Regions from separate parts of the Mus musculus genome. Here regions 2, 3, 4, 5, 6 and 7 are each linked to region 1. Evidence: chromatin contacts called from public Hi-C, HiChIP or PLAC-seq and promoter capture Hi-C data. All regions are on one chromosome and are shown on one strand. The core of a region is the stretch at or near the end of the contact, and the rest is flanking DNA. Distances in the headings are between cores, read along the strand shown. Region 1 holds the start of Mrps15 (mitochondrial ribosomal protein S15). Region 2 holds the start of Sf3a3 (splicing factor 3a, subunit 3). Region 3 holds the start of Inpp5b (inositol polyphosphate-5-phosphatase B). Region 4 holds the start of Yrdc (yrdC domain containing (E.coli)). Region 5 holds the start of Smim12 (small integral membrane protein 12). Region 6 holds the start of Epha10 (Eph receptor A10). Region 7 holds the start of Dlgap3 (DLG associated protein 3).

Region 1 (2,922 bases), core at 281-2,780:
GATCTGAACTTGGATGTTTATGCTTACACAGTGGGCACTCTACCAACTGAACCATCTCCCCTGCCCCTCCCCTTTTTGAGACAGGGTCTTATGTAGCCCAGTCTGGGCTCAAACCAGCTATGCAACCAAGGATGACCTCGAACAACTTTTAATCCTCTTGCCTTCCATTCCAAAGTCCTGGGGTCACAGGCATATGCCACTACACCCAGTTTTTACGTACCACTGGGAATCCAACCCAGGACTGTGCATTCTAGGCAGGGACTCTGCTAACCAAACCACATCTTCAGTTGCCTAATGTCATTTGAGTTTCATGTAACCACATTTGTCAGGATTATTCCCTGTGCTAATGGAGACCTTTCCACAAAAGCCTTGCCTGTCTTGGGTCTACTTTCCCCGGCCCTGATCTCAGGCTTGGGATGGTGTGTTCTTTCCTTGCCCCTCTCTTTACCCTCCCCACTACTTTTCCTTTATATTTGCCCTTGCATCCCTCATTTCAGTTTTACCACAGCTGAGTACCGAATACTGACTATTTAAACATGTGTTTTGTATACAGCTGCTTCGGTCTATAGGCTGAACAATGTAAAAGACATTGCTACCAATCTCATTTGATGTTTTGAGAACACTGCAGCCCATAAAGGTAGACTTTGCCCACAGGGTCTCATAGTAATGGCTCAGTACCCTACCAAAAACTCTATCCTTAGTCACTGAGATACAAGCCAACGAAAGAAGGCTAGAACCTGAGGGTTCTTACAGGGCCCCGGTGTCTGGAGGAGGGCCAAGAAAGAATATTAGCCTCTGGAGAAGGTAAGGAGAGTCCCACAGAAGCCCTAAAATAACTAGGACCTAAGACAATGGTTCTCTTTTTTTTTTTTAATTAAAGATTTATTTTATTTTATGTATATGAGTACACTGTAGCTGAACAGATGGTTGTGAGTCTTTTTTTTTTTTTAGATTTATTTATTGTTATATGTAAGTACACTGTAGCTGTCTTCAGACACTCCAGAACAGGGCATCAGATCCCATTACAGGTGGTTATGAGCCACCATGTGGTTGCTGGGATTTGAACTCAGGACCTTAGGAAGAGCAGTCAGTGCTCTTAACCGCTGAGCCATTTCTCCAGCCCCAGGCAATGGTTCTCAACCTTCCTAATGCAGAGATACTTTAATACAGTTCTTCATGTTGTGAAGACCTCTAATAAAATTATTTCCGTTGCTAGTTCATAACTGCAATTTTGCTACTATTATGAATTGTGATATAAATATCTGATATGCAAGATATCTGATGTGTGACCCCTATGAATAGGTCGCTCAACAACCTTCACCCCCCATGTGTCTTGACCAACAGGTTGAGAACTGAGGACCAGGTCAGGAACATAAGGAATTTAGAAAGTGATTAGGCCGGATGCAAGGTCAATAGGTGACATTATAGCGTTCACACAGTGCTCCGGGCCTGTAAGCGTAGAAACAGGCCCGCCCACCAGGCCAAATTCCTGGGCTCCGCCCCAGCTCCCTGACAATCCGGAACCGATCCATTCGCTCAGCCCTCGGCAGCTCTTGTCGCGCTCTCACCTCGATTGGTCGAGCCCGAACCGTCATGGCTGCGCCCATGTAACCTGGATCCACCGCGGAGCGGGCAGTGGCGGTGCGGGCCCCCCGTCGAGTCGGGAGTCAACATGCTGCGGGCCGCGTGGCGTGCGCTGAGCTCTGTTCGTGCCCAGGCGGTGACACGGGCCCCAGTCCCTGCGCTGAGGGGCGGAAGTAGCGCCAGTCTGCTCTCTGCGCGCTGTGGCCTGCAGCCTCCGAGTGAGCCGCCGAGCTGGGTCCCAAGGGACTGGGCGAAGATGGAGGAGACCAGGCACCCGGAGACCCGAGAAAGGCAGTGACAGGATGAGAAAGAGGGTGATGGCTAGGGAAGGGGTGATGAGGAGGGAGATAGGGAAGTGAGGCGGTAGTTAGGTGCAGGTGCCTACAGTTCGTGGGAGAAGGGACATGAGGGGCTGTGTATGGCAGAGTCTCAGCCCTTTCTATTCTGCGTAGGTCTACTGCGCGCCGCGCGAGCATACGCCGCCGTCCAGAAACCAGGTACGAGGACTTGGGTTGTTGAGACTTGAGGCCGCCTGGAAGGCTTGGGGTGGACAAGGGAACAGAGGTGGCGCGCAAAGGGACAGGCCAAGACCCCCCCACATTCATTGTTTAGGGGTGCACGAGAAGGTAGAAGTAAGAGCTTTCGCGTGAAAGCACTCACTCATTTGACAATACAGATCACCAAAAGCTCCGCCTCGTTGTGTGCATCCCTACTGTGTCAGATGAGAGTGAGGTCGAAGCCCGAGGTCCAACCCAGTCCAGCTTGGCTGGACCCAATGAGTGTGTGGCTGGCAACACTAGCAAGAGTTACAATTCTAGGAATGTAACACTTTTTATCTGCTATTCTGAGAGGAAGGATGAAGTTTCCCATCCTAAGTTAGCATGCCTTAGGGCCCTCTAACAAACACATACTATTTGAGGCAAGTTTGCTTTTTTTGTGAACCAGCGCTGAAATGAGTGTCAAAGGATCCATTGGAACACAGTTAATAGGATTCAATCATGGCAGCGGTATGAAAAGCACCCTTAACCCCGTGCACAATAAACTGTGATATCATAGTCTTTATTGCTTCTAGTGTCCTTTGCATAGTGGCAGGACAGAGTCTGGCTTGAGAGGATAGATTATCTTGGTTGCGCTGGACTGGGTTGGACTACAGGCTTCAACCTCACTTCCAGTGACATAGTAGGAATGCACACACAGAAGCCGAGCTTTTAGTGATGCGAACTGGCTATTGACATTCCCTTAAAGCTAGCAGCACTTCCTCTCACCCTGTACTTCATTCATGTGGTCAACCAGCAAGCTTTGTTAAAGTGCTACTTCTAGACTAGACTATGGACTAGG
Region 2 (2,922 bases), core at 119-2,618, 1.3 Mb before region 1:
GTGAATGTGTGTGTATGTATTGTATGTGTATGTATATATGTATGTGTGTATGTGTATGTTTGTATGTGTTTTGTTTGTTTGTTGTTTTGAGATAGAGTCTTATCACATAGCTCAGGCTGAACTTGAACTTGTTCTCCTCTTGCCTCCATCTCCTAAGCGCTAGGATCACGGGTGTGAGCCACTTTGCATTGCGCCGATGCCTCTTTCCTGGTGCATGCACTGTCACACACTTGTAATCCCAGCTCTCTATACTGATTCACTCTCTGCCCCTACTCTGTTTGTTTGTTTGTTTGTTTGTTTATGTTTCGTTTGGTTTGGTTTCATGAGACTGGATCTCTATGCAGCCCTGGCTGTCCTGGAACTCACTATGTAGACCAAACTGGCCTAGAACTCACAAAGATCTGTTTGCCTCCACCTTCTGCCTCTTCTGCCTCTGCTTCTTCCTCTTCCTCCTCTTTTAAGGAAAGGCAGTCTAGATTTCATTTTCTAAGCCATACAGTGGCTAGGTGTGGTGGCTCATACCTGTAATTCCAGCAAGTGGTAGGCGAAAAGCAGAAAAATAAAGAATTACATGGAATTGGGGCTGGTGAGATGGCTCAGTGGGTAAGAGCACCCGACTGCTCTTCTGAAGGTCGGAAGTTCAAATCCCAGCAACCACATGGTGGCTCACAACCACCCGTAATGAGATCCGATGCCCTCTTCTGGTGTGTCTGAAGACAGCTACAGTGTACTTTACATATAATAAATAAATAAATCTTTTAAAAAAAAAAGAATTACAGAGAATCAGAAGTTAACCTGTGCTGAACAGCAAGCATATCATTGCTTGAGTGTACCACGTTTTTCTTAAAGACTCCTCTGCCAATAAACAAAGGTTGTGTTCAAATATGTATGAGTTTTATTAAGAACAAACCCACCACCATCTCCACTTTACTGACAAACACACTAAAGTCCAGACAAGGGGAAAACATCACCAGAGGTCACACACTGAAAACTACTGCTGCTTCCAGTTCCCCTTTCCGTTCTGTATCCTTCAACTTATCCGTTCCTGCTAGTGTGTCCCTGCCGGCCCAGCTTTCTGCAGCAAGCCCCGGGCAAGCCAGCTGTCTCTCAACCTCAGCCTACAGGATTCTTGCAGGCTTCTTAGAGACAGCCAGCTTTCAACGCGGAGGCAGCGCTCCTTCAGACCCCCAGCCAGCAGGGGGAAGCGTAGCCACGGTCGCGGATAGCACCCGCTTGCTCTCTTCGTGGTGTTCCTTTTTTCTTGAGTCCCCCAAGACACTTCCGGGACACGCGGAACTTTGGTGCAGCCGGATGCTGCGCGCTGAGACGCTGGCTGAAAGGCGGCAGGCGGTGTTTCCGGCAGTGTTAGTGGTCCGCCTTGAAACGCCGTGGCCAAGGGAAAATGGAGACAATTTTAGAGCAGCAACGGCGCTATCATGAGGAGAAGGAACGGCTTATGGATGTTATGGCCAAAGAGATGCTTACGAAGAAGTCCACGGTGAGTGAGCCGTGGTCCGGGCCGCATCAGGAGGCGGGCCTGGGTCCTTTGCCGAGCCCTCGCGCTGTATTTGGCCTCGGAGCTTCTCTGCGCCCCATCCTCACCCTCCTCCTAAGCTGGCTCGGCACTCTGGCCTCGTTAACGTCCTCCGAGGGCCCCTCAATCTTCCTGCTTCAGCCCCTGGGACCTAAACCAATAAGCGCATCACCCCTCGGGTGCTCTTTCCAACTGCTAAACTCAAAGTAACAACGTATGTGTTACCGTTTGCCTTTCTGCAGCTTCGGGACCAGATCAATTCCGATCACCGCACTCGGGCCATGCAAGATGTGAGTGCGCCGCCGTCCGCTTCCCCTGGGGTCGGGCTGGGCGGGAAAAGTGCAGGCTGGGAAGGTTGAGTGGCCCTGCGTGATTTCTACCCCTGAGTTCTTAGACAAGCCCCTCTAGGGTACCTAATCAGATGTCCTATCTCTGCCTCCCAAGTGCTGGGATTAAAAGTGTATGCAACCACCTCGGGATCAAGCTGTCTCTTAAAAGTGGTGGAACTTTGAAGACCATGTATCTCATGAGTTTTCCTTGGGTTTTGCCAAGACATCCTTTCTTGTTTACTTAGCCCTGTGGTACAAATTTGCTTCATTCTGATGGCTTTGCGCTTCTGTTTCAGAGGTACATGGAGGTCAGTGGGAACCTGAGGGATTTGTATGATGATAAGGACGGGTAAGTGACGGTCACATCCCTTCTAACAATTAGTGCTTTTGAGGAGCCCTGGTGAGACCATGGGCTGTGTGCTTTATGCTCTTCGGGTTTGTTGATATCTTGCAGACTGCGGAAGGAGGAGCTCAATGCTATCTCAGGACCCAACGAGTTCGCTGAATTCTATAACAGACTCAAGCAGATAAAGGAATTCCATCGGAAGCACCCAAATGAGGTAAGGCCTCCCAACTTAGTGTCCTTAGACCTGGCCGTTAACAAAAGGGAAAGATGCAAAGGAAATGGAGCTATGCCATGTAGATGTCACTCCAAGAAAGAACGTGCCACTTCACTGCATGTTAAGTGACATCCTCTTGGCATCCCTCTGCAGTAAGAGAACACGGTGAAGCACTAGGGCTGCTTCACAAGAATGTCTCCTACTCAATATACTGTGCACCTAGCTCTGCCCTGAAATCTACCAACACAGTGGTGCTCTGTTCACTTGCAGAGGTCGTTACCCCTTCAGGATTCATGTCCAATGCCAGCTTTTTCGTAAAATATCTCTTGGACTGCCTCCTCCAAAGGAGCCCTTCCTTAGCATGCTGTGTTTTGTGCCAATCAATGTCTGCCCGGCTATGCAGCAAGGGAAGTGGAGAACACTAAGTAGGCAGCTCTGTACACTCAAGGTCAAAGCCAAAGCAAGTCTTAGAAGCCCAGGCCTGTGTGTGCCTGAGACA
Region 3 (2,922 bases), core at 117-2,616, 1.3 Mb before region 1:
GGAGTGTAAGGGCAAGATTCAGCCCAGTCCTCAGGGATCCAGCTTACCGAAATAGTCAGCAGTTGAGAAAAAACCAACCATTCTAGACTCTCTCGTCTGAGCTAGCTTCTTTTGTCCTGTCTTGAGTTATATATAGTCTTTTTTTTTTTTTTTTTTTTTTTTTTTTTCCGAGACAGGGTTTCTCTGTATAGCCCTGGCTGTCCTGGAACTCACTTTGTAGACCAGGCTGGCCTCGAACTCAGAAATCCGCCTGCCTCTGCCTCCCGAGTGCTGGGATTAAAGGAGTGTGCCACCATCCCCGGTTTAGCTATATATAGTCTTTACCTAGAAGGGAACAATGGAGTCTGGAAGAGAATAGTTCCTGTCAGGGTAAATGGCCAATAGAATGTGGCTAAGGGGCTTGAGGACAAAACCTGCTCAGGGCTGTCTATCTGGGCATTGCGGTGAGATGTCTCCTTAGTTAAGAGAACATATTGCTCTTTCTTGGGACCCAGTTCCCACCACACACATCAGGTGTCTCACAGCCTCCTGTCACCAGCCCCGAGGATCTGATGACCTCTGGCCTTCTTAGGTGAGCGTGCACACACACACACACACACACACACACACACACACACACACACACACGGTGCACATAAATTCATGCAAGCACACACACATACACACAAAAAATTAAAAACTAACAGATCTTTAAAGAAATAAAGAGCCAAGAGGGCCACATCGTCCTCCGCTGTTAAGAAGAGTCCTCCGCGCTGCCTGGTGGTTGTCATTACTGTGTCACAGATAAAGATGCCACACATTTCAAGTTCCATTGACAGAAAAGCTAGATAGGTCTTAAGAACATTTAGCAGTTCCTAGACGGGAAAATGACACAGGAATTGGAGTTGGACTTCCCTCTGGGCACCCAGCACTTATTGGCTACGGACTTTGTCAAACAGTTTTGTCTCTCTGTTCCTCCGTTTCTCCACCTGGCAAGTGGAGAAGGTGACATACATGAAGCCAGGGCACGGTAGTTATCTGGAAGTGTTTCAGAATAATAGAAAGCTGTCCCTTTCTGCATGTGAAGAGTTGAGGATGGACTTAACTTGAAAATAAAAGTTAACATCATTTTTTCCGTTAGGGTAACATGACCACTTCCTTCTGCCTTGGACATGGGCCTTGGCCCTTTGATTTAGTGGGCTGAGAAAGGCGTTCCTCACGCAGGCTTTCCAGAACTGGGACGCCCGAGTATGCTTGAATACAGACTGTAGATTCTAGATTTTTAAATAGAGTAAGGGCGGGGAGACCCACCTACTCGTCCATGTCCGACTCGGGCATGCTGGGACTTGCAGGCTGGCTGTCCGTCCTGTGACGCCAGGGCCGCTGGGAAATGTAGTCCTTAATCTGCCCTGGAACGGAGGTGTCCTGCAGGCCCACCGGTGACAGCTCGGGAGGTAGGCTGCAATGACAAGGATCTGAAATAAGTGCAGAGTGGGAGGGGGCTTGCAAGCTGGTTGCTGGGGCCCTTGTCCTGTGGGTGCCAGAATGGACACTCCTAACCTGCTGCTGATGCAACGGGGCCTGTTGGGTGGGGTGAGGGGCAAGGAGCAACGGGACACCCACAGGCTCCGAGGAAAGAGCAGCGGGGCTGGGTTATTTCTCCAGAATAAGACCCTCCTAGCTGAGACTGAGGCGAAGGCTGTCTCCCTACCCCTATTTGGACACACCACCAACCTTTCCCAGAGAAGAGCCAGATGGACCACAACTGCTCCCTGAAGAGGGCATCAGAGCTGTACCCAGAAGCAAGGAGACCAGAGAGCATACTGAACTCCACTGGGAACATCTGGGGCGACACCGAGCAAGGGGCAAAGGGGTAGAAACCCATTTTCTGGAAACGTTGAGAGACCCATTGTAGGAAAGACGGGGAAGGCCAGAAGGAGAAGAGAGATGACCAGGCTCTCTCTTTTCCCTCCACAAAGGCCCCTTTCTTCATCCCCACAGCCCCCCGAAGCAGCTCTAATACGGAATGGGAGGTTCCCACCTGCCCTACCCCAGGGTTTGACAGCTCAGCATGGACCAGTCTGTGGCAATCCAGGAGACCCTGGTTGAGGGGGAATACTGCGTCATCATATCCTTCCCAGTTGTAGGTTGCCATCCAGATCGTGCCTGCTTCAGCCTTGGGAGGTGGGATGGAGGGTGTGGAAAAATTTCTCTCGAAGCCATATGGGAAAAGGTAAACCAATATTTACCAAGTATTCACTTGGCTCTGGTCTCTCTACCAGGTGCTTTACATAGGTAGCTATTTTCTCAACCAGCTGCAAAGTTGGAGACTATTATACCCATTTTGCAGATGAGGAAAACTCAGAGAGGTGAAGTCGTTTGCCAGTGGGAGAGGGAAAGGCAGCGTGGTGGAGTGGGCCGGATGGGGAGTTTCGCCCTTTGGCTTTCAGTTTCCCTTCACTCTGAGCAGCAGGCAGTCCAAGGTGTGCTGTGTAAGGGAGATAGCCGGCAGAGCCGCCTGCTCGGGCTGGTGAGGTACCGGCTGGAAAATGACGCCCAGGAGCATGCGTAAGTAGGGCTCAGACTGCCTGTGTGGGCCATGGGTGGTTCTTCAGTATCCTCCAGCTGGACTTCAGTCATTCTGTCTGAGTCTCCTAGACTAATTAACACAATGATAGTGTTCTGGAACACCGTGTTCTAAGCCTTTAATAATCAGCAAGATGTGATGTGGAAGCTTTTAGAGGAGAGGCAGTTATATCAAACTTGGCCAGATTTTGAGTTTGTGTGAGTGCCCGAGTTTAAATCCGGATGCTGCAATCCTATGCAAATTGTTCTTCATAGCTCCATTTACCCAGAGTAAAGTACAGAGGGTTGAACTGGGAACGAGCGAGCACATGCACCAGGAAGCTGAGGCAGGACTGTCACAAATTCCAGGCCATCCTG
Region 4 (2,922 bases), core at 307-2,806, 1.2 Mb before region 1:
TAAATACGAATTTGTATTTTTGAAGAATGTGAAATAATAGTGTTTGCTTAATTGCTCATTTTGTATAAACTTAATATTGTACTTTAAAATATCTGCTATGAAGTGAAAATTTAACTTTTTGGAATTGAAAAAGCAATATTAAATACTAATGAAATCTTAATTAAATGCTTATTTAAATCTGGTAGTACATGTGGCATTACTTCCCATCCCTGTCCCTGGTTGACACTCTCTTCCCACTCCCAGCCATCAAGTCTTGGAGGGACAGAAAAGAAAGGTCAGTCACCAGGGTCTGCAGATTTCCTTTTAATCAAGACTCTGCTCAAGTGTTTTGTGGGGCTGAGAGCCCCCAAAGCATGAAATGAACATGTAATACCACCTGGAACCCCCAAAGCAGGCCAGACCACTCTGGCCAGCACTGCTGGCTTCCTGAATCCGAGTACTCAAGACTGGATGTTTGTTGGCTCCATTTCAAAGCACAGTACTGCCTTCAGCCAGGACGACGTGGGAGTGAACCCAGCTGCTAGTAGAGTTGCCATCCCAGGCTGAGGGCCAAGTACCAGCAACTGCCCGTGAAGACTGGCCCCTTTTAGTGAAGGGAGTTGGTCACAGTCCAGCCACTGGCCCTGGAAAGGGACAGAAGTCAGGGTGCCCGGCTAGGGTATGATCAAGACTCCGAGGCTCCATCGCCAGCATCCTTTGGAAGGCCACCTCTGGCCGATACAGATGGCTGGGGCGGCGCTCCAGACTTGGCTGAACCGTTCTAGTTGGAACAGAAAAGGGGGGAGGGGGGATGAGCCCGGAGGAAAGGCCTTAAGTTAGGCCCCACAAGAATAAGGCCACTTGGCATCTCGACAGTACCATGCTTTTTCAAAACCTCGCTCAGATCAAAGGAAGTTAAGCGGTGGGGATGCTCTTCCACCTGCCTCCTTTGGAGCGGGGTGGGGGTGGGGAGCGCGAGCTAGACCAGTGCAGTGAGTGGGAAGCGCCCACCTCCCCAGGTCCAGCCCGGAGAGGGCACTGGGCACTGACCCCGCCACCAGCCGGTTCTGGGCGCCGGCGGCCCAGCTGCCGCAGCATCTCCTCACAGGCGGCGATGGTGTCCAGAAGCTGCCGCTGCCGCTGCTCCACGGCGTCCAGCAGCTGCTGGGCGCGTTCATCTCGGGGCGGCTGCGGGGGTGGCCTCCCGCCGAGCCCCAACCCCGCCTTCCCACGGTCCACGCCGGCAGCCTCCCTGCCCGGGAGAGAGACGGCGTCAGGGCCCGGCGCTAGGCGGCGCGAGGTCGCGGCCCCAACCCACCGCCCCGCCGGCCCGCTCTCACCCCCGTGACCAGCCTGCGCCGGGACCCCACTCCATCGCCGCCCGTGCCACCCGCTCACCACCCCTCCGCAGTCCGCCCCCCGCGCCGCGCGAGGAGTCCGCTAAGCCGAGCCCCGCCCCGTCCCCACCGTTCTCCTTCAAGTCGCCTGGGGGTCGCGGTCCCTTTAAGCGGCCGGGAGCGGAGGCGGGGCCGAGCCTCGCGGGCCGGAAGTTGCGTCCGTGCGTCACTTCCTCCCGGAAGCGGCTCGGCACGGATGTCTACGGCGCGTCCGTGCGCGGGGCTGAGGGCCGCCGTGGCGGCCGGCATGGGGTTGAGCGACGGGCCGGCTAGTTCTGGCCGCGGCTGCCGCCTCCTACGCCCTCCTGAGCCCGCTCCGGCGCTGCCGGGGGCCCGGCTGCTGCGGCTTCCGGAGAGCGAGCCCGTGGAAGCCGCGAGCCCCGAGCGCTCCGGCTGGACCGAGGCGCTGCGGGCCGCCGTGGCCGAGCTGCGCGCCGGCGCCGTGGTGGCGGTCCCGACCGACACGCTCTACGGCCTGGCCTGCTCGGCGAGCAGCTCGGCGGCCCTGAGTTGCGTGTACCGCCTCAAAGGCCGCAGCGAGGCCAAGCCGCTGGCCGTGTGCCTGGGCCGCGTGGCCGACGTCTACAGGTGAGGCGGCCCCGCTGGGGGCGGCCCCGCGGGAGGGGTTTCCGGTGACAGCCTCGGGAGACCGCGGCGTCCGCCGAGCGCGGGAGGGGCTTGTCCTTGCTCCCCGAGGAGGAATCCGGAACTGGAGATTGGTCGGGAGCGCTGACGGCTCGCCAAGATCCGCTCTAGACAGTCGGTCGAGAAGCTGAGTTAGGCGAGCATGGCACTCTTCTCCCGGTGCCCTTGTGATGGGCGGAGGGGAGGCCCGTTTCGGGGTAACGCCTTCCAGATGATTAAACGGATTGAGATTGTATCCACGTGCCACGGCGCTGTGGTTTTGTCCCCCAAGACAGGCGGATAGACTTAAAGCCCAGGGTACTCTGTGGAGTCTGTCTTCTGCCAGAACTCCGAGGAAGAGGGAGTAGAGAGTCAGGTAGATCTCGTTCATTATACACGCGAAGGGGACCCCTCTCCAGCATCTGCCTTAAGTCCCCAGGAAAGGTCCATCAGGGTGATTTGGAGAGGATTTGTGCTCCTTTGCCTGCAGGTACTGTCAGGTGAGAGTACCTAGGGAGCTCCTGGAAGACCTGTTCCCAGGCCCTGTGACCCTGGTGATGGAGCGCTCCGAGGAGCTCAACAAAGACCTGAACCCCTTTACTCGTGTGAGTCAAGAGTTTTCCCTTTTCCTGCGATCTAAATCAGACGCTTGCAAGCCCTCGATGTCTTCCTCACGTTCTCTTTTCTTGCTTCCCAGCTTGTTGGCATCCGGATTCCTGACCATGCCTTCATGCTGGACTTGGCCCAGATGTTTGGGGGACCACTTGCACTCACTAGTGCCAACCTCAGCTCCCAGGCCAGTTCTCTGAGTGTTGAGGTGAGAATTGGCCCCAGCAGGTTAAACTGCTGTTTCCTTAAAATCAACAAGGCTAACACTGTAATGGGATTGCCTGGCAGAAATTTGGGCCTTTGGTGCATGGGT
Region 5 (2,922 bases), core at 115-2,614, 1.2 Mb after region 1:
GCTAACTGACTCCTTTAATTGATATAGGATCTTGGTGTAGAGCCAAGGCTGGTCTTGCGCCTCAGGACTTCTCAATGCTGTCATTTCCACTTTAGCTGGGGATTCTGTGCTTACCCAGGTCTGCTGGAGGGAACTTCTAGTCACTATTAAGATCCAGCTTAGGGATCTGTCCTTCCAGGGAACCTCCACTCATTCTTCTTGTATGGACGGACAGTGTCCTCTGTTATGACACTGTGTGGGTCTTCCTGTTTCTTCTCCATCCAGGAAACTACGGAGGGCAGTCCCCATTTGTATCGCCAATGTCTAGCTTGTAGAATGGCTAAATGCCAGCCTGTGTTCTAGACTGTTCTGATCTCTTCCCACAGATTCAATGCACAAGTAATCAAGGTCTGATAATCACGGTTGCTAATTTCTGGCAGCTTCTTCCTCCCCATCTTCGCTGTCAGGCTTAGCTTTGGGCTCTTTGATCTAAAAGAGGAAGAATCTCTAACTTGACAGTACAGTCTTGAAGACGCTTCCTGTGAGAGTACCCGTGACCTTGAGAAATGGCTCACTGCTAACTTAAGGGAAGCTGGGTAGACTTAAGGGAAGCTGGGTAGAGCACTCCAGGTAGATGAAAGAACATGGACACACAGGCTTCAAACGTTGATTTTTAGCATGCTATTAGTGGGAAGGAGACTGGTCAGGTTGAGAGCAGTGTGGGCAGGTTGAGAAGGCAGGACTATGGTAGTCCATTAGAGAGCTTGGGGTGTGAGGCTTTTTCTTATATGTGATAAGTATAATTCCGCTCAGGGACAGGGGAAACATGGAGGAAGGAGAGTGAGTACTTGCGATCAGAGGGTCTTGGTACTTTCAGCAATTTGTAGACTCACTAACGCTACAATCTAGTTCCCTGCGAGATGTGTGCCTGGCACAGTATTTTACAAACAAGATGTTATCTAACCCTTGCAACATCCCTGCTGAAATGGAAGGTTTTAACGCTATGCAGAAGAATTGAGGCTCAGATTAATTAATGATGTTCCCAAGGACACACAGCCTGAAAGCACAGATCCCAAGAAGATTGAAAGTACTAGGTTATTCTCTGCTACGGGAGCTTCTGGAGGTCAGGGGTTGGGTTTTCGGTTTCAGTAATATCCGACCTAGGTAAGTCTCGGAAGACACCTAATGAACTTCATTTGGATCAATGAAAGCTGACTATTCTTTTTTCTTCTTCACAAGCATGTGGCAACGTCACAGGGGAGCCTCCGAGCCGTCAGGGGGCGCTATACTATTCTGCGTTTAGTCCAACGCAGGGTCGGGTGCCTGGCTTCCTTTCTTCTGTAGCTGGCTGGAGCTCAGCCAATCGCTGCTCTCCGAGAGATGCCAGTGGGCGGGGCCTCGGGCGCGCCCCGCGGGCCACTGGGAACCTCGGCGTCCCTGTTGCTCCCGGCTAGCGGGCGCAGCGCGGGACCTGTCCGGGGTGTGCGGGCTGGACCGCAGGTGAGTTCCCAGGGCTGAGGGCACTTCGCTTCCCAGGATCGCTGGCCCCCAGTCCCACGGGAACGGCTCCTCCTAGTTGAGGGAGCGATGGTTTCCGTGACCCGCTCGGCCTCGGCCAGCTTTTGGTGGCCGAGTGTGGACTGTGGTCAGATCTCGTCCGCCTCAGGCCCCTGCAGGCCGAAGGGTGACGAAGCCACGCGTGTGGCGTGACTGGACAGGGAACAGGAGCTGATGACCCGAACCTCACTGGCGCTCCCATCCCAACTTGGCTGGCTGTCAAGGCTGATGGTTTCACCTTCTCGGACCTCCTACGACTGCTCTCATTTGGAGAGCTTCCGGTGGGCTCAGGCACTGGGACAGGTTTCCTGGCGGCCCGGTTGACCTGTACCTGGAGCCTTTGGCTGGCGCCCCTGCGTGTCGGGCTGGAAATAGGCGTTGCAGTATTTGGGAAACACTTGTGCTACTTACATTTTGATACCTTCGGGATGACTTCATGAAGTCTAGCTGCTTATGATCATATCCCTATACCCCTTTGTGAGTGCGGGTGGAAGGCTGCTGTAGTCTTCCATAAACAAAGCAACATGTTTATGCTGCCTGTCATTCATTCGACCAACAAACTTTTTTAGCTCTTTGCTAGGGAGGATAGCAAGGGTGGGAAGAGGCACAGAGCATAGGACGATCCGGACATCCTTAGTTCTTAACCTTGTGGAGCTCCAGGGTGTTTTGAGAGCTGTAGACAGGTAGGGTAGGCCCACATAGCTTACCGAAGAGAAGGTTGTGTTGTATACATGGATGACTGGAATTCGGACAAGAGCACATAGAACTTGGGCTTTCTATGTACAAGAGTAATACTCATAGACTGGTGCTTGATATGCCCGCCCTAAGACAAATTGGAAAATTGAGAGTCTCTACCCAGGAATTGTATAAAGGACTTGCACTTGGTGTGGACCTGTGATCACAAGCACTTGGCACTGGAAACAGGAGCGTCGGCAGATCAAAGTTATCCTTAGCTACTTTGAGGGTTTGAGGCCAGGCTGGGTGCCATGAGAACCTGTCTTAAAAATAAAAACAAGCCCAACGGTGGTGGCACATGTCTTTAATCTTGGCACTAAGGAGGCAGAGGCAGGCCAGTCCAGTCTCTGAGTTTGAGGCCAGCCTGGTCTACAGAAGGAATCTGAATGGCAGGGCTACACAGGGAAACCCTATCTCAAAAAACCAAAACCAGCTGACCAAACAAACCCCAAAACTTAAAACAGAAAATAGAACGAAGTACTGAGTTAAAAATAGAATGGAGGATTGAGTTTGGGGTTCTTTGGAGCTTCCCCTCTTTGTTAATGTGTACATTGTAAGGTTTCTCGGATCTCATGATATAACTTCAGAGCTCAGAAGGAAGGAAGACTTTCAGTGTAATGAAAAGCCAAGCTAATGGGGAGCTGTAGGAGG
Region 6 (2,922 bases), core at 290-2,789, 1.2 Mb before region 1:
GCCAATTCCTTCATCCACTCTCCATTACTACTGTCCAACAACTGTACCTGCAGTAAGTTCTTTTGCACACACACACACACACACACACACACACGCACACGCACACGCACACACACACACACACAGAGAGAGAGAGAGAGAGAGAGAGAGAGAGAGAGCCCTCACAAGAATGCCTTGTAAATGACCAGTGATCTATGATGGCATGAATTCCCTTTAAATTCGGTGCCCAGAGGTATGGGGTGTGGCAGAGACAAGTGACTCGCCCAGGTATCCTCAGCACAGAGCATGGTTTTCAGTAAGTGTTAGCTGGAGAGGTGAGGAGTACACATCTAAGCAAAATGTGCAGGTGCTGGACCCCCCCCCAAGTGCATGCATGACCCCCCCCCGTGCATGAGTGACCCACACTCCAAGCTTTTCTGGCTGCTGTAGCACCTGAAGAGAGAGGGGCTTCGCCCCACCCCCACCCCGTGAAAAGCCACAAGGTGGATGCAACTGCCTCCCATCAAGTTCAGCTCAAATGGTGAAGCTCAGCTGCTTCCTTCGTCCTAGAGGGCCCCAGCCCTCTTCACCCCACCAGATGGTTAAACCTTCAGCTCGCAATAAGTGACCTTCATTAAATAGAGGTCGTGTCCCACGCTTCCTTGCGGCTTCTTCAGCTCCAGCTGAACTCTTCGGAGGACTGCTCCGTCTCTCTCCCAGGGACCTCAGATTCCAGGTGCTGCATTTCTCGTCATTCTCCTGGGGTACTCAGAGGAGAACCCCAGCCTCTGTGGGCAGAGGTTGTGGGGTATGCTGCTTGTGTGTCTGGAGAGCAAAAGCAAGAACCCGGGAAGCGGATTTTTGGTGCAAAATCTGCCACTGCCCGCCTCTCAGCGTCCACATGGTTTCCCATCCTGGGAAGCAGTGCTGGTAGGGTGGGACCCTGTCTCCAATTTGACTCTTTTTCCAAACAGCGTCTGGAATCGGCCAGTGTGTGTGTGTGTGTGTGTGTGTGTGTGTGTGTGTGTGTGTGTGTGTGTGAGATGAGGTTGGGAGAAAAAGGAGGAGGGATCGAACCGTGAAACGTTGGGAACCGCAGATACAGGAAGAGGCCAAGGGCTGGGAGACACCAGCGCTCCCTAGAGCCTGAGGTCAGGATATCAGGCTCGGAACCCCCCCTACAAGTCCTGAAAACAAGGGTGCTCCCAAGGCTAGCTAAGAGGCTGCAAGTGTCACCGCTTCCCCCGCGGACCGCCCCTCCGTAAGCCACGCCCACAGTGCCTACTTCTCAGGATTCAGGGAGCTAAGGTTTAAGGGTCTCTAGTCCACCGACGCCAGCTTGTCTCGCTCGCCAGCAACCCTGCTAACGCTCAGAGCTGCCCTACCCCCACGGTTTGGAGATCTTCGGGACCCTTGGTTTCCCCCTCCAGCTGGGCGTTCCGCCCCTGGCCTACGAAACCCCACCTCCTCATCCTCTGCTGACCCGGATTGGTGGACCTCCCGCGGCGATGCCTAGCGATTGGTCCCCATGGATGATGGTGACCAGCGAGACTCCGCCCCAGCCGGCGTTGGGGTCTGGGGGCACTGCTCAGCGGTGCTGGGCTGGCGAGGCTGGAGCCGCCGCCGCACTGACAGCTCCGTCTGTGGACCATGGAGACTGGCGCCGGTCCACACCCGCTGCGCCTGTTCGTCTGCCTGATACCACTCTGCCTTGCTCTGCTTCTGGGACCTGGGCGCCCCGGGACCGCCGAAGAAGGTAAGGTGGGTTGTGCCTGGGAGCCTGAGATGCCAAAAATTAGGGAGTTGGGGAGGGGGCTAGGAGATTGGAGTAAGGATTCGTTGGAGAGACTACTCTGTGTTGGGGCTTGAAACCAGCGGGCAGCAGAGCGGGAAAGAACTAAAGAAAGAGGGGATGTTGTCTAAGCGATAGAGAAGAGAGGGGTATTGAGGAGCTTAGGTCTGGAGACCTAAGAGGCTGAGAAAGAAAGGCTAGGGACCACAAGAGCCCGAGGCAGGTTCAAGGGCCGGTGAGACGGACAGGCTGAGTGATTGGAGGTGGGAGGTGTGGGGGTGGGGAGATGAAGGGAGCAGAGAAGCCGAGGGGATGCGGCGAGACCAGAGCATGAGGCGGGATGGAGACTAATAGCAGGGGCCTGCGGGGATCGCAGTGTGGATAGCCGGGGGTGGGGTGGGGGGTGGGGGACTGGATGCTAATCCCGCGGGCTGCGTCCGGACACTGCTCGAGGTGCTGCCCGTGGAACTGTCCGCAGTGCTGAATCGAGATCGAGTCCCCCGCGCGCGGTCCGCGTTGCGGAGGATTTGGGTCTGTCGGCGACATTAGCACCGGAGTCTTGCCTATGCGCTTGGAACTGTATGTTCAGTTGAATCCAGACGCGTCACAACCAGGTGCAGAACCTGAGATGCTGGAACAGACTCTGCCCGCAGGGTCTGTCCTGGCGCGGGATGGCAGATGCCTGCCAGGATGCAATTCCCAGGCACGGTCGGTGACGAAAACCCAGCACACTGTCAGCTGCCCTGCCCACCGTCGCGGCAGAGAGTCAGTCTCTCTTGGAAGCTCTCACCTTGGAAGCCCACCCCCCTTCCTTACCACTCTAGGGAAGTAATTTTCTGAGATTTGGAGATGGCCTGGCTTCCTGTCTCTAAGCTGAAAGCTCTACTCTCCAGACCCAGGCTTTTCTGAGCCCAGCTGATGAAAGGATGCAGGCTGCTGCTCTGTCACATCCTGAGGGAATAAAGTGACTCCAAGCTTTTCTGGTAGGGAGGAGGTGGAGAGGGTCATGGATTATGTGTGAAAGGGCCCATGACATTCTTTCAAAGGCAATAGAAGTGGCAGCCCCTGGGAAAGGGGCTGAGCAGAGAAGCAAAGAATTCTGATGTTTTCTGTTCCACTTCATTTTCACCAGAGGCTCCAGGAGACAAATG
Region 7 (2,922 bases), core at 207-2,706, 1.1 Mb after region 1:
ATTGAAGGGACGATTGAAGTGGTCTCGTGGGCGGTAAGATAGTTGGCTAGTCTGTTCATCTCACTAGACTGCTTGGTTTCCCGCGGGGGAAGGGTCCTCTAGGTCCCTTTTTGTCATTTATGTAATGTGGCACCTTAAAAGGTCCCTCTAGGGAATGGGTGTGGGCTTGGCTCCAGGTTCTAGCTCCTTAGGACCCACGAATTCTACTTACCGTGCCTCAGTTTGCCCGGTTACTCAAGGAGGAGAGACAGTGACACCAAAGAAATACAGAGAAATAGGAGTCATTGTTGGGGACCCTGACTCAGAACATCTCCCAAGGTCTGTCCCTAGGGTGGTGGACTGTCTCAAGGCTCCAAAGCCCACACCTCACCACCTTAAGTTTTCAATACCAGACAAGGTAGAGGATGTAGCTCGCCTTCTACCACAACTTGGAGCGCCCGCGTGCCCTCAACACCCGCCGGGAAAGTCAGAATTCAGAACCGGCCCCTCCCCCATCTCCTCAGCCCCTCCTCCTGCGGCTTCCCCACGCGGCCCCCTCCCCCCCATTACAGCATTGCTCTGGGCGCCAAGACGGATTCCAGCCAGGGACTGCTGCAGTCAGCTCTCAGCGCTTCTGCAGCTTGTGTCCTGGCTCTGCAGCTTCGCGCTGTGCTTCGGACAGTCCCCTTTCCCCCCTCTACCCCACCCCCGCCATGGCACAGCCCCTGGCTCGGGGCCCAGAGGTGGGCGGGCACAGTGGGCACGGGTGGGGCCCCCAGCTAAGACGGCAGGTATAGCGGGGTTATCCCTGCACACTGGGGATTGCCTCCGCTGGCGGACTGTGGGTGAGGGACGCCTGTCAAAGACTCGGAGGCCAGGCACAGCGCCCCGCCCTGGCAGGGGTGGGGCAGAAGGGACTAGTGCGGAGAAGGGGGACTCCTAGAGCCCAGGCCAAGAGCTGGGGTCGGGTTTACAGACCCGGGAAACTAAGGACAGGAGCCTAAGAGGACGTGCCTGCGAGGGGGAGGCTGTGTGTGACATTCAGGGTGTGACTGCCTCGGTGAGGCAGCCGTGTGTCTCCCCCAGCTGCCCGCGCTCTGGGCTTGGGTCCCGGTGCCCAGGTCTGCTGTGCGCGGTCGTGACACCGAATGTGCTGGTTCCTGGGTCTTCGGTACACACCGACCCGGGGGACCACATTCGCACCCCCGAGCTGGGCCTCCCCGGCGCTGTCGCTCAGAGACGCGGGCGCTCCTCCGGGACCGCGGCGGCTGCCCGCCGGCTGCGACCTCGGTCCTCGCGGGGCCGCTGCGGGGGCGGGGAGCGCGGGCCCCCTCCCTGTCGCGGGCTCCTGGCTCGGCCGCCCTGCGCGGGGGCGGGGGCGGGGGCGGAGCGCGCGGGCGGGATCCCCCCGCCTCCCCGTCCTGGTCCCCGGGAAATCCAGCCTCCGTGGCTTGGCCGCCTCCGGCTCCCGCGCCCGCGGCCGCTCAGCACTCGCTCGGGGCTCCGCAGCTGGCGCGGCCCCTCCGCCGGGGGCTCCGCAGTGTCGGGTCCGGGAGCCCGCACTCGCTCCCGCAGCCGCAGCGCCCCCGGCCCGGGCCGCCGGCACCATGTAACCCCGGCTGGAGCCCGACCGGGCCAGGTAAGCAACCGGGAGGGGTGGGGATCGGGCCGCGCTTGCCGCGCCCTCTGCAGCGCCCCCCAGGCTCAGCCCCGCTGCAGCCCCGGCGCCGCCCACGCCCGGGGCTCCAGCGGCCTGGACTCCGGCCCCGAGATGGGGGGGAGGGGCTGGGCCTCTGCGGCCGCCCCCGGCCTCACCCTGGGCCTGGAGGCCGGCGTGACTGACCCCGGGGACGGGTTGGGGACCACGCGCTCCGCAGACGCGCTGTCCCGGCTGGGGCCGCGGGAGGCCAGCCAGCGCCCGCCCAGCCCTTGCCCGGCTGGAATGGAAGCTTGGGTCTGGGAGGGAGTAGCCTGCTGGCTGTGGGGGGAAGTCGTGGTGTTGGGGAGATCCGGAAAGAAGTTTCCTCTGCAGGTGTGTGAGCGTGCATGTGATGAGGGTGTCACCGTGTGGGTCTGTGGGTGAGTGAGTGTAATGCAGTGAGCGTTCAGGGTGTTAACCGTCCATGAGTCTGTCGACATATGTGTGGTTGAGTGTGTGCTGGCACTGTGTGGCTGTGTATGTAGGTGTCTGAGTGTGTGTGTATGAATGGACGTGCGTGTGCATGTGCATGTGCGACTATCTCTGTGAATGGGTCTGGGTATGTGTACTGTGTGACTGTGTGGGAATACATCCAAGCAGGGTTCACCCACACCTGGGTTTTGCCCCGCCCCCATTCTTGGTGGGACTTAGCACGGGAAGATCCTACTTTTCCCGAGGTCAGACCGCCCCCTCCCTCCAGAGTCTCCTTATCCTGGACACAGACAAGAGCACTCTGCACCTTCATCTACTTCCTGGGGCACCCTCTGCGAAGTCACTGGTATCTTTCCCTCATGCTGAGTCCCTGCTGGTGGTGAGCCTAAGGCTGTATACCTGTGTGTGGGGATACTTTTTTGGGGGAGGGTGAAGAGTACTAGGAGCTTGTGTTATTTCAATGATGCTTGGCCAAAGGCCCTTTAGAATGAGGAGGCCAGGAGGAAGATCTACCTTGTTAGTCATTGGAGCAGGTGGCTTTTTCCCAGAGTTCCAAGTCCCAAATCTCCAAGTTCTGGGTCGTTGGTTTAGCTCACGGTTCAGGTGGGTCTGTACTTAGTTCCTTGAAGTAGTAATAGAAGAATGTATCTGTATCAGTCTAGGACTTTTGAAAAATTGTTCCTCTCATTTCTTCTTGTTTCTCTAACTGCCTTGGAAGCAAGCTGAGATGCTGTCAGGTTAAGCCATATGAAATTGACAGTATTGAGCAGTTGTTTGTTGTTGTTGTTGTTGTGTTTTTTAACCTGCAAAAA

Evidence for each region. Promoter capture Hi-C pulls out the DNA fragments that hold promoters and counts their contacts. Hi-C and Micro-C count contacts between places; a contact is called where the count stands out from the background. HiChIP or PLAC-seq counts read pairs in DNA pulled down with a chosen protein or histone mark.
Region 2: a Hi-C map of B cells shows a contact between it and region 1, with 7 read pairs. The contact joins the promoter of Sf3a3 here to the promoter of Mrps15 in region 1. A contact is called at or near these places in 1 of 39 promoter capture datasets (the 3T3-L1 cell line), 1 of 484 Hi-C or Micro-C datasets (B cells), 2 of 115 datasets of contacts at active chromatin or transcription factors (embryonic forebrain and trophoblast stem cells) and 1 of 9 other capture datasets (adipose tissue).
Region 3: a contact with region 1 is called in a promoter capture Hi-C map of hippocampal neurons, with 5 times the contacts expected there. The contact joins the promoter of Inpp5b here to the promoter of Mrps15 in region 1. A contact is called at or near these places in 3 of 39 promoter capture datasets (the 3T3-L1 cell line, cranial neural crest and hippocampal neurons) and 1 of 9 other capture datasets (adipose tissue).
Region 4: a promoter capture Hi-C map of pre-B cells shows a contact between it and region 1, with 4 times the contacts expected there. The contact joins the promoter of Yrdc here to the promoter of Mrps15 in region 1. A contact is called at or near these places in 9 of 39 promoter capture datasets (the 3T3-L1 cell line, 3T3-L1-derived adipocytes, the HPC-7 cell line and 4 more), 2 of 484 Hi-C or Micro-C datasets (B cells and the HL-1 cell line), 4 of 115 datasets of contacts at active chromatin or transcription factors (astrocytes, embryonic forebrain, extraembryonic endoderm stem cells and 1 more) and 1 of 9 other capture datasets (adipose tissue).
Region 5: a contact with region 1 is called in a Hi-C map of CD8 T cells, with 6 times the contacts expected there. The contact joins the promoter of Smim12 here to the promoter of Mrps15 in region 1. A contact is called at or near these places in 3 of 39 promoter capture datasets (liver and pre-B cells), 2 of 484 Hi-C or Micro-C datasets (CD4 T cells and CD8 T cells) and 2 of 9 other capture datasets (adipose tissue and liver).
Region 6: an H3K4me3 HiChIP or PLAC-seq map of embryonic forebrain shows a contact between it and region 1, with 4 times the contacts expected there. The contact joins the promoter of Epha10 here to the promoter of Mrps15 in region 1. A contact is called at or near these places in 2 of 39 promoter capture datasets (cranial neural crest and hippocampal neurons) and 4 of 115 datasets of contacts at active chromatin or transcription factors (astrocytes, embryonic forebrain, forebrain and 1 more).
Region 7: a contact with region 1 is called in a promoter capture Hi-C map of liver, with 5 times the contacts expected there. The contact joins the promoter of Dlgap3 here to the promoter of Mrps15 in region 1. A contact is called at or near these places in 3 of 39 promoter capture datasets (liver and pre-B cells) and 1 of 9 other capture datasets (liver).

Annotation. Positions count from the first base shown.
Region 1 is chr4:126,045,398-126,048,319 of GRCm38.p6, forward strand. It overlaps Mrps15 (mitochondrial ribosomal protein S15), which reads left to right and starts at 1,531. Exons shown (of 8, transcript NM_025544.2): 1 at 1,531-1,802; 2 at 2,037-2,081. The coding sequence starts at 1,673.
Region 2 is chr4:124,713,493-124,716,414 of GRCm38.p6, forward strand. It overlaps Sf3a3 (splicing factor 3a, subunit 3), which reads left to right and starts at 1,369. Exons shown (of 17, transcript NM_029157.3): 1 at 1,369-1,498; 2 at 1,777-1,824; 3 at 2,160-2,212; 4 at 2,318-2,423. The coding sequence starts at 1,403.
Region 3 is chr4:124,740,484-124,743,405 of GRCm38.p6, forward strand. Inpp5b (inositol polyphosphate-5-phosphatase B) reads left to right here and starts at 1,367. Exons shown (of 24, transcript NM_008385.4): 1 at 1,367-1,433; 2 at 1,981-2,107; 3 at 2,453-2,547. The coding sequence starts at 2,051. Gm12915 (predicted gene 12915) reads right to left here. Exons shown (of 4, transcript NR_151694.1): 3 at 1,291-1,438.
Region 4 is chr4:124,849,203-124,852,124 of GRCm38.p6, forward strand. It overlaps Yrdc (yrdC domain containing (E.coli)), which reads left to right and starts at 1,557. Exons shown (of 5, transcript NM_153566.2): 1 at 1,557-1,964; 2 at 2,491-2,605; 3 at 2,698-2,817. The coding sequence starts at 1,573. Mtf1 (metal response element binding transcription factor 1) reads left to right here. Exons shown (of 11, transcript NM_008636.4): 11 at 1-598. 1110065P20Rik (RIKEN cDNA 1110065P20 gene) reads right to left here and starts at 1,362. Exons shown (of 3, transcript NM_001347196.1): 1 at 1,320-1,362; 2 at 1,030-1,231; 3 at 283-760. The coding sequence starts at 1,354. The coding sequence ends at 665.
Region 5 is chr4:127,242,420-127,245,341 of GRCm38.p6, forward strand. It overlaps Smim12 (small integral membrane protein 12), which reads left to right and starts at 1,365. Exons shown (of 2, transcript NM_030252.2): 1 at 1,365-1,479.
Region 6 is chr4:124,880,246-124,883,167 of GRCm38.p6, forward strand. It overlaps Epha10 (Eph receptor A10), which reads left to right and starts at 1,540. Exons shown (of 17, transcript NM_001256432.2): 1 at 1,540-1,735. The coding sequence starts at 1,630. It also overlaps a transcript of Maneal not described here.
Region 7 is chr4:127,167,748-127,170,669 of GRCm38.p6, forward strand. It overlaps Dlgap3 (DLG associated protein 3), which reads left to right and starts at 1,457. Exons shown (of 12, transcript NM_198618.5): 1 at 1,457-1,618.